Linked DNA regions of Gossypium hirsutum: regions 1 and 2 are each linked to region 3. The links are chromatin contacts, called in public Hi-C maps. All regions are on one chromosome and are shown on one strand. The core of a region is the stretch at or near the end of the contact, and the rest is flanking DNA. Distances in the headings are between cores, read along the strand shown.

Region 1 (3,190 bases), core at 317-2,816, 250 kb before region 3:
CAATGAGCGTGTAGGAGTACAATGTTGTAGCTATTAATTTGGTAAAAGAATAAATGAAAGGGAAATTATGTCTCATAATTTTCGGAATTTTTTCGTTTTTTTTTTTTGTATTCACTCATAATTTAAGGTATTCTTCATATTTGTTTTAATATATTTCCTCATAATTTTCTATATTTCATCATATTTTTTTTATACTCCTTCGTACTCATTTTTTGATATTCTCTCATAGCTTTTTGATAGTTTTGTGCTCTATCTACACCCGACAAAAATCTAAAATAAAACAAAAAGGTACTTAACAACAATAGGGAGCATTTGTTTCACGGCTTTTTTTGTTTTGTTTTGTTTTTTCTTTTAATTTTCATGGAAATAGCTTGGCCAATTATTTTTTATTATTATTTTGGAATTTCCATTTTGAAAAGGTAAATCTTTTTAGGAAAAGAGTTAAAACTTAATTTTTTATATAAAAATAAACTTCTATCAAATTTAATATTATTATATTAAAAGTAAATTTTTAACTTTAATTTTTAAGAATATTAAAATATTGATTCCAAATATTATACTTTTTTAATTTTATAAACTATACATATTTAATTGTTTATATTTAAAAATATAATAAATTACTCATAAAATTAAAAAAATATTATTTTAATAAAGTATTTAATATTACAATCTTATTTTAATATGAATTTTAACATTAAGAATAATTTTAAATTTAAATAATATTCTTAATATTCTATTGAAATTATTTATATTTATAATTTAATAAAAACATACATATCAATTTAAAAAATTTAATCATAAATATTTTATAGTATAAAATATAAATATTTTAATAATATAAATATAAGTGTTTGTTTAAATTAAATTTAGTTTTGTTTATCACTTCTAGTTATAAATGTGGCACTATTGCACTATCTGCAATATATATAGTAAATGTAATTTTAAATTAAGTTTTAGATATTTTTTATTTATTAAATTTATATAAGATATTAATTATTATAAAATGTTATCTTATTATATTAAAGTAAATATTGGTGGCCAAAGTAAATATTTTTATAATATCTTGTAACGAATATAATATATTTTGTGTTTGTTTCACTAAACAATTTTTTAAAAAAATAAATTTTAAAAAATTTACCTAATAACAAAAAATTAATTTATAGAAAATCATTTAAATCTATATTATTTTTTGAAAACTACTTTAAATGAAATAAGTACGAGTTTAATGATGAACTACTTGATTAAGCTAAAATTTGACCACTTCAAATCTATAGTTGAATATGAATCCTATATTTCTTTACAATAGAAGGGACAAATAAAAGAACTTTTGGTGATGGGACTCAATTATTGTTAAAAAAAAAAAAGGGATATTAAAACGCATAAACAAGTAAAGCAGAGGCAGTGCGCATTCATTTGAATGTTTGGACGCTGAATCCCGTGTAATTTCCGCACACTTTAAGCAAGTGGAAGGCAGTCCACATTTTATTCCCCAACATGCTTCACCCTCACTCCCTAATCCAAAATTATTTGCTTTGGGTTGTAAAATGTAAACCCTCCTTTACTATATCGTTTACTTTTGGGTCAGAGTAGATGGCCAACTTTCAAAGGTGTGGTCACACTCCCCTCACCTTCTTCATTTCACATTCTAAAACATCACTCTGTAATTATAATTTATTTTTTTATTAAAATATGTGTCGAAACCATTTTTATGTTTTAAAAAAAACAAAAATTAGTTGTCGATGAAAATTTAGAGTCGCCACCAATCTTTTATTAAGGTGTGATTGGATCACCTAAAATGACTTTGGTCTACGAGTTTTTAGAAAAACGGGTTCAAGAGTCAATTACGTTCGAGGAAGGATTAGCACCCTCGTAACACCCAAAAAGTGGTACCAAATTGATTAATTAATGTCTTAACGTTGAGAGTTAAAAATACGATCCTTAATTAAATTATTTATTAAGACTCACTCATTTTGAAACAGAAAACATCACACCCAATGCGTTAGGGCACGATATTTTATTTCTTCAAGATGAGTTTGTCCAAAAGATTTGTGTGATAAAATTTAAAAGAATATTCCATTGTTTAAGATTTATGACAAAACCGCAGCCCAATACGTTAGGGCACAATTTCTCAACATTTCAAACATTGAATATTTCCTTTATTAATATATATATTTTAAAAATCTTTGTCTCGAGAAATCAATACGTCACATCCAATACATTAGGACACAACATATTAAATTCCCAACAACAAGCTTTTTCATTTTATTTTTGATCAAAGAGTAATTCTCGATTGTTAGATTTAACGAAGAAAATTGGAACCCAATACGTTAGGGCTCAATTTTCTTGAAAAATCTTAAATACAAGTGTTATCTCTATTTTGAAAATTTTTTATTTTTAAATTCGAGTAAAGAAATGATGTGATGTTACATTAAATGTAAAATACAATAATAGATACAACTATGACATAGAAATAAGATAAACAAATAAATAAAATAAATTAATGTACATAATAAAAATAATGACATGCAAAATATCAAATAAATGAACGAAATAAAAACTATGAAAACATAAATCGATAAACAAATGAATGAAATAAACAAAAAACATATAAAGAAAAGAAAATGCATAATATATACATTGGAATTATGAAGAATAAGAGGCATGCGTATGAATTTACATATAAAACTTTGGATTATAAAATTATATAACAAAATATATATTTATGAAAATAATAAAAAATATATAAATTATAAAGTATGTGTAAAAACATATATTAGAGCATTAATAAATATAGACATATATATACATAAAAAATATTTGTTTTGAAAATTTTAATATGTACACATACATATATACAAAAAAATATATACATATAGATTTTTTTTAAATAATTACATACGAAGAAAAAAATTAATAATTACACAATTGAAATTAATTAATTTTAATAAAAATAAAAAAGACTAAATTGAACTGCAAATAAAAATTCGGGGGACAAATTCGTAAATAAGTGAAGTCACATGGACTAAATTGAGCGTGCGAATTACATAGAGGGACTGGAAGGGAAATTTTCTCTTCTCCTCTAAAACGGCGTCGTTACAAGTTGGACCAAATTGAAATTGAAAACAAATTAAAGGGGCGAATTTCAAAAAAACCCAATTGTAAGAACATTAAAAGGCAGAGGGGCTAAAGC
Region 2 (2,852 bases), core at 7-2,506, 190 kb after region 3:
AGATGATTAACATGTTCTCATCTTCTCGCTTAACAACAGAGGATACTAGTGAATCTACATTGGCCTACAACAAATGCTTTACATATTCTCTTCCGCACTATTCACCTCTAAAGTATAATTGTGTAACTTGCAGCTTCATACGGACATCTCAGCATGACTGACAGCTAAATGTATTCAAATCATTAACACTTCATATATGAATTATGATCACAAGTATCCAAGTCAAAATATCAAGTACCGGATATATCACTAATGAGAATGAAGAGAGAAAACGCGTTTTAAACCCCTAATCATGAGATTTTATAACAGTTGGCATATGTTTGAATTTCATGGCCATCCCAATAGAGAAGCCAAACCCGTCAATGTTTCACGGTAGGGAACATGTCAACGCACACTCAAATTTAGAACTCTACAGATTAAGTGCACAAGCAATCAAATTTCCCCTTGTAGGCATTTGCCAATGATTAATTAACTGAGAGCAAATTGACTAACTGATCAAGTAAAATGTGACTTTCAAGAAAATACACCAACAAAATTCAAATAACAAGGAAAAACAAAAATTACTGCAAAAGAAACAATACAAGAAAGATTCAAAATTTGGTGAACTAAGAAAAAAGTAAAAAGGAAGCAAGTGACATAGTGAAAAATGGGGATGCAGGCAACAAAATGAATGGCAAAGTCGATTGCTTTTCGCATAAAAGTCAGCAGTCGCAAAGAAAAGCGAATCGGTTGTAAATGAAGCCCAAAAGCAAAATGAAAGACAGAGACGAACCACCAAGAGTAAGACAGGGCATGATGAAGCTTGAGAGCGAGCAAGAGGGTGAAAGAGAAGAGCAAGGCATGGGCTACCAGCGCCTGCAGCGACTTCCCCACTCTCCTCCAGGTCATCACTCTCCTTCTCTCTACCAACATACCCAGAGCCAAAAATAAAAATAAAAATAATTAACGGAATTCTTAAGACACCCAGAAAAGAAAAAGATGGAAACTTGGGTTTGACGCCAAAGCAAAGGAAGCAAGGCCGAGGTATGGCTGGGGACGAAATTACGCTTGAGAAATGAACAAGTGCGAAGGAGAAGGGCTTAGGAATAGGAATGGAAGAAAAGAATAGGGTAATTTGGTGAAGAAGAAGAAGAAGAAGAAGGAGAAGAGACCAAGGTGGGTGCCCACATTACGTAGGGAAGTTTTTTCAGCTTGGCTTGGACGGTTTACTTTTTCTTCTTTTTTGCTTTTCCACTTTCAAAGCGGATATATTGATGTTAAATAAATAGAATTTAGGGGGACGGGACAGAGTAGAATATTCATATTGGAATCTGTATTTCATATATGCTCCCATTCATATCACTCAATTTTTATATGATTTTTACTATTCACTAACTTAAATATCGGGATTTTTTATTTTAAATTTTATAGTAAATGAGTAAAATGGTCTTATTTTGATTTATTATATATAATGCAAATAGTAAAATTAGTTATTAATGCTTACACTTTTATTCAATTTGACCCATATTCTTTTGTTTAAATTAAATTAATCCTCAAACTTTTATTGCAGACCTGACACTATCTTTATTTTATATGTCACATTATTGTATAAATTAAATTTTATAAAAGAAATTCATAAATTAAAATTAAAATTCCAAAAATTATGAAAACAACGCTTCAAACTTTTTAAAATAAAATAAGAGGATGGACCTAGAGGCATTCTTCATACACGAGTAGTAGATTCCTTTAACTCTAAATATGCAATTCAAATTGGAGAATCCTATTTCATGATGGGATTTAGATGCTCTTTTATTGGAATCATTTTTTCGTATATCACTTCATGTCAACTTTTTTTCTCCCCCTCTTGATAAAAAGTCTATTTTGTCGGTGTATGAGAATAAAATAAACTTCAAAATAATTAACTGAAAGCTTAAAGGCGTGCAACCATGCCACTTTATTTAAGGTTCTATTCGTTTCCACCTATATTTTGGTGCGCAAAAGAATTACAAGTAAATGAACCTTGAGGATACAATGAAGCCCAATGACTATTTGTGTTTGGCACTGATGAAAATAATCCACTGAGCATTGAGTAAAACATAGCAAGAGTATCAAGTTCTATAAAGAACTTCTGCAATAATTCTTTATAAAACAATATTTGAATATAAAAAGATGGAGGAGAATAGAGAAACTTTTGTTTCTAAATTTTGGTATGGTTTGGTATTTCTTAGTATACCATGCAAATGAATTTTTTCTCCTATTTATAAGAGATCTCGCATCTCTTCATAGAGACATAACTATCCAAATAGATAGTCACATCTATTAATAAGGAATACAACTATTCATTAGATATTACTTGAACAATCATAACTTTTTATTAATAATCAAGTAACATAAATTTTAGTATTTAAGAGACATAACTCATTAGTATTTGGGATTGTTGAATTACAGACGAAATAAATATATAAAGCAACGGAGCCATCATAGTATTTTTGAACTTTTCTGAAAAAAAAAAGAAAAAAAGGGTGGTAATTGGATTATTTAGTGATCTGGGTCTAATAGACGCTCTCTATATTTTCTCTTTTTCTTTTTTTGATGAAAGAAAAAGAGAATTCCATTGTAAAACCGTATGCAATGCACAAAAAATACTTGTACGTTTGTTCAATTCTATCTTTTTTATTCTTATTATTCTTTAGCTATTTTTAGCTATTCTTCTCGCCTCATTATGTGAGTTAGAAAAACCTTTTATTATGTTATATCATCAGAGTAATGATCCATCAACCTGATAGTTCTTTTTATGAGGCAAAAACAGGAGAATTTATCCTGGAAGTGGAAGAAATACGGAAACTTCACGAAAGCATCACAACGGTTTATGT
Region 3 (3,327 bases), core at 322-2,821:
GACAAGTTCGTGGCTACTGAGGAGCATCAGTATACTGATTTGATTTTGAAGTTTGGCGAGTTGCATTATAGCATCAGTCAGGTCTATAAGTTTGTTTGTTTGTTTCCCCTTTTTTGTTTATTTTCTTGAGATGTAAACTGGATGTTAACATTTTTGGAATTATTTTCGAAGAAAAATATGTTGGAAAACAAGTCGAGTTCCCAAACATAATTATACTACCTTGCCTTAGCATGCAAGTACGTATCATCCTGCAGGGAAAAAACCAGAATGCAACACAACTTGAATAGGCTTAATGACTACACCCAAGAGAAATCGTGGAACCAAAATAATGGACTCATGGTTATGTGAGTGCATTAAATATAAATCCCCAAAAGGGGAAGGCGATGAAATTAAGTTGCAATATTGAACAAGGAGATGAAATATTGTCCTTTTAGCAGAAACATTATTTCATTTATCTTCAATTAGTACAAGTTAAACACACTTAGGCAAATGCATGTATGCATCTACCGCCACAGGGTACCCAAACTAAGTTAATAGATTTTCCTCGATAATGCTTTGGCTGGTAAAGTTATACAAAGCTAAGGTAATTCTATAAAAACTAGCATCAAATTCGTATACCATCTACATCAATGACATCTAATGATCATGAAAGAAAAACTAACTTGGTAAAGATTCATATCTAACAAGGATGAAAAATATACAAATATGTGGATCTCTAGGGAAATACCAACAATTCAGCAGTGTTTGTTATCCTATTAAAACCAACAATTCATATCTTAGTTCAGAGCTAAGAGGTTTCAAACCAAACATTCTCAAATTCAGTGGATTAACCGAGGCCATTTTGCATAGCTAAGACAAAAAAAATTATATAAAAAAAATGCACATCTAGCTCTGGGAAAGGTTGCCACCACTTTGCTGCCATAGATTGATGATATCAGTGGCCTGATTGAGAAGGATAATCATCTTCTTCTGAGAAATCCAAGGCTTACTTTCTAGAGTGGCCTTGAGCTCTTCCCAGGCATCTTTCCTTGGCCAGAAGAAATATGGACTTAGAGGAACAGTGCCGTGGCCCGGTATGACTTGATCAAGGGCAAGCCCGATGTTCTTTTCCATCCATATGAATTTCAAAACCAGTCTTGGCTTTCCAACTTGCTTGACCACCTCCTCAGGTTTCTGAGGAATGATGAAGTCGGATGGTGTTTCAGTCTCAGTGACAGCTTCCGTGGCAACCGAAGCGGTTAGTGTTGGAGTTTTGATTGTTTTCTTCAAAATGGGATTTTTGTTAAAGCAAAAGGGGGTGTTAAAGGATTTCTGATAACGAAAGGAATGACAAGTGAAAGTAGTATGGAGTGTAGATGAAGTAGCCATGGATAACATTTTGTATTGCAGAGTGGGAGAGAGAGAGAGAGAGATGTGAGGATACGAGTCTTAAAAGTTGCTTTGTGGAGATAGGATAAGGGATATGGGGCAATGGTAGGAGCAGGAGGACATGGGCTTGGATTGGATCCTATGTTTTAATTATACTCGGTTTGCTCCTTTCACCTCTTAGCCCTATACTTTGATATAATTTCTCCTTCAAATTTCTTTTTAATTTGTTATTAACATATATGCATGTCTCAACCAAATGAGCGCTATAATACAATACATCTGTTCATGTTTCCGTTATCTATCTAAGCCCGAATGTCTATTTAAAATTTAGGAGGATTTAAACAAAAATAATAGGTCTAGAAAATGGGTTTGGATAAAAATATCAATCCCGTTTAAAATATGGGTTAGGCTTGAGCTTGAACATTTAAAAGCCTAATCCGACCCGACCCGATCTATTTTAAGTTTACAATATTTATATTATGTTATTTTTATATATTATAAAATTTAGAACTCAATAAAAAAAATAAACCTATACTCTAATGTAAATATTAAAATAATGTTAATATGGCTATATAAAAAATTCAATAAATAAAAAATGTATAAAATTATTAATTATTAAATATTAAATATTAAAATACTATAATATAAATGTTTTTTTAATTAAAAAATAATATGGACAGGTCTAAAATGAGTTGGGGTTAGTCTTTTGTAAATATGGATAGGTTTAAGCAAAATTTTAAATCCAGATTTTTGGTCGGACCGAGTTTGAACAAACATAAAATATGTTAATATCATCTATATTTTAATATTATCTTTAAATAAAAAAATTACAAATTACAAATCTAAGGATCAAACACGTGTTTAATAGTATTAAAATACATGTTTATTTTATATAAAAAATATGCAAATTTGGTATGATCATTATTAAATAGATTTTAAAAGAAAATATTTTTAACATATGATATGATGCATAATAATACAATTCTTATCATATGATAGTTTTTTTACCCATATTGTGAGTACAACACAATTTAATTTAATTTATATTCATAATAATGCAATTTCTATCATATGATGTGATGCATGCATGAAGTGTTCTTAAGTGCATAAGACAACATCCAGATTTAATATAGGTCGTGAAATGTTCATAGTGTTGGGTGAGATTTAATCCACTTTTATTAAAAATGGAATACACTTTGTAAATAAATTTTCTTCCTATTTCGAATAAAATTCGATGCTTTTGCATTAATCAAAAAGTATTCAGAGATATTTTTATTTTTTAAATAAAATATGATTTACTCTAATATATATACATAAATTCTCACGTCATTACATCACATTTAAATACTAAATTAAACTTATATTTTTTTAAAAATTAATGCATCACACATGTGACGAGATACCAATTCTAAATATTCCTCATGCTTAACCTAGTTCTGAACTTAAATTTTTTTCTATATCTCAACATAGATCCAAAATTACATTTTAGTTGATCTCACATGACAAAATAATAATAATAATAATAATAATAATAAATAGTAACAGTTTGTATTTTTTAAAATAAAAAATAATTTGCATATTTTCAAAATTCATTAAAATTATTTTTATTTGCAATTTGAAAATAGGTTGAGAGTGGTGGTCTTACAATTAAAAGACTCAGGTAACAAGATTTTTTGGTGCTTGAAATTGATTAAATTAGTCCTTCTCAAAAAATTTGAAAGAATTTAAATTCTATTAATTTTGATAGTGAGTAATTAAAGATAATCATAATCACAATGTTAATGCCTTTCGTCAATTGTGCATAATTTTTATTAGTTTAATAACAACTTAAGCCTTCGATGTTTACACATTTTTTTAATTTGATAGAATGTATAAATTATGATAGCTAAATTTCTTATTATATCAATTTATTAATGTTGTGATTAGTTATTGTTAGTTAGTCACTTTCAAAATTGACAA

The links. Hi-C and Micro-C count contacts between places; a contact is called where the count stands out from the background.
Region 1: a contact with region 3 is called in a Hi-C map of leaf, with 2.9 times the contacts expected there. The contact joins the enhancer-like site here to the promoter of LOC107887169 in region 3. A contact is called at or near these places in 2 of 34 Hi-C or Micro-C datasets (both in leaf).
Region 2: a contact with region 3 is called in a Hi-C map of leaf, with 2.5 times the contacts expected there. The contact joins the promoter of LOC107887146 here to the promoter of LOC107887169 in region 3. A contact is called at or near these places in 14 of 34 Hi-C or Micro-C datasets (anther, callus, fibers and 4 more).

What each region holds. Positions count from the first base shown.
Region 1 is chrD02:38,618,560-38,621,749 of Gossypium_hirsutum_v2.1, forward strand. No RefSeq gene overlaps it. Among protein-coding and RNA genes, the nearest start is that of LOC121214705, 6.0 kb to the left of the region's middle. Within about 2 kb of position 1,567, at least 3 of the 9 cell types and tissues checked have an H3K27ac peak or open chromatin away from gene starts, as enhancers often do. A contact at or near this core is called in leaf, where this site is marked.
Region 2 is chrD02:39,056,366-39,059,217 of Gossypium_hirsutum_v2.1, forward strand. LOC107887146 reads right to left here and starts at 1,257. Exons shown (of 14, transcript XM_016811298.2): 1 at 773-1,257. The coding sequence starts at 912.
Region 3 is chrD02:38,869,015-38,872,341 of Gossypium_hirsutum_v2.1, forward strand. LOC107887169 (30S ribosomal protein 3-1, chloroplastic) reads right to left here and starts at 1,572. Exons shown (of 1, transcript XM_016811332.2): 1 at 647-1,572. The coding sequence starts at 1,377. The coding sequence ends at 886. It overlaps LOC121214649, which reads left to right. Exons shown (of 5, transcript XM_041088534.1): 5 at 1-191. The coding sequence ends at 20.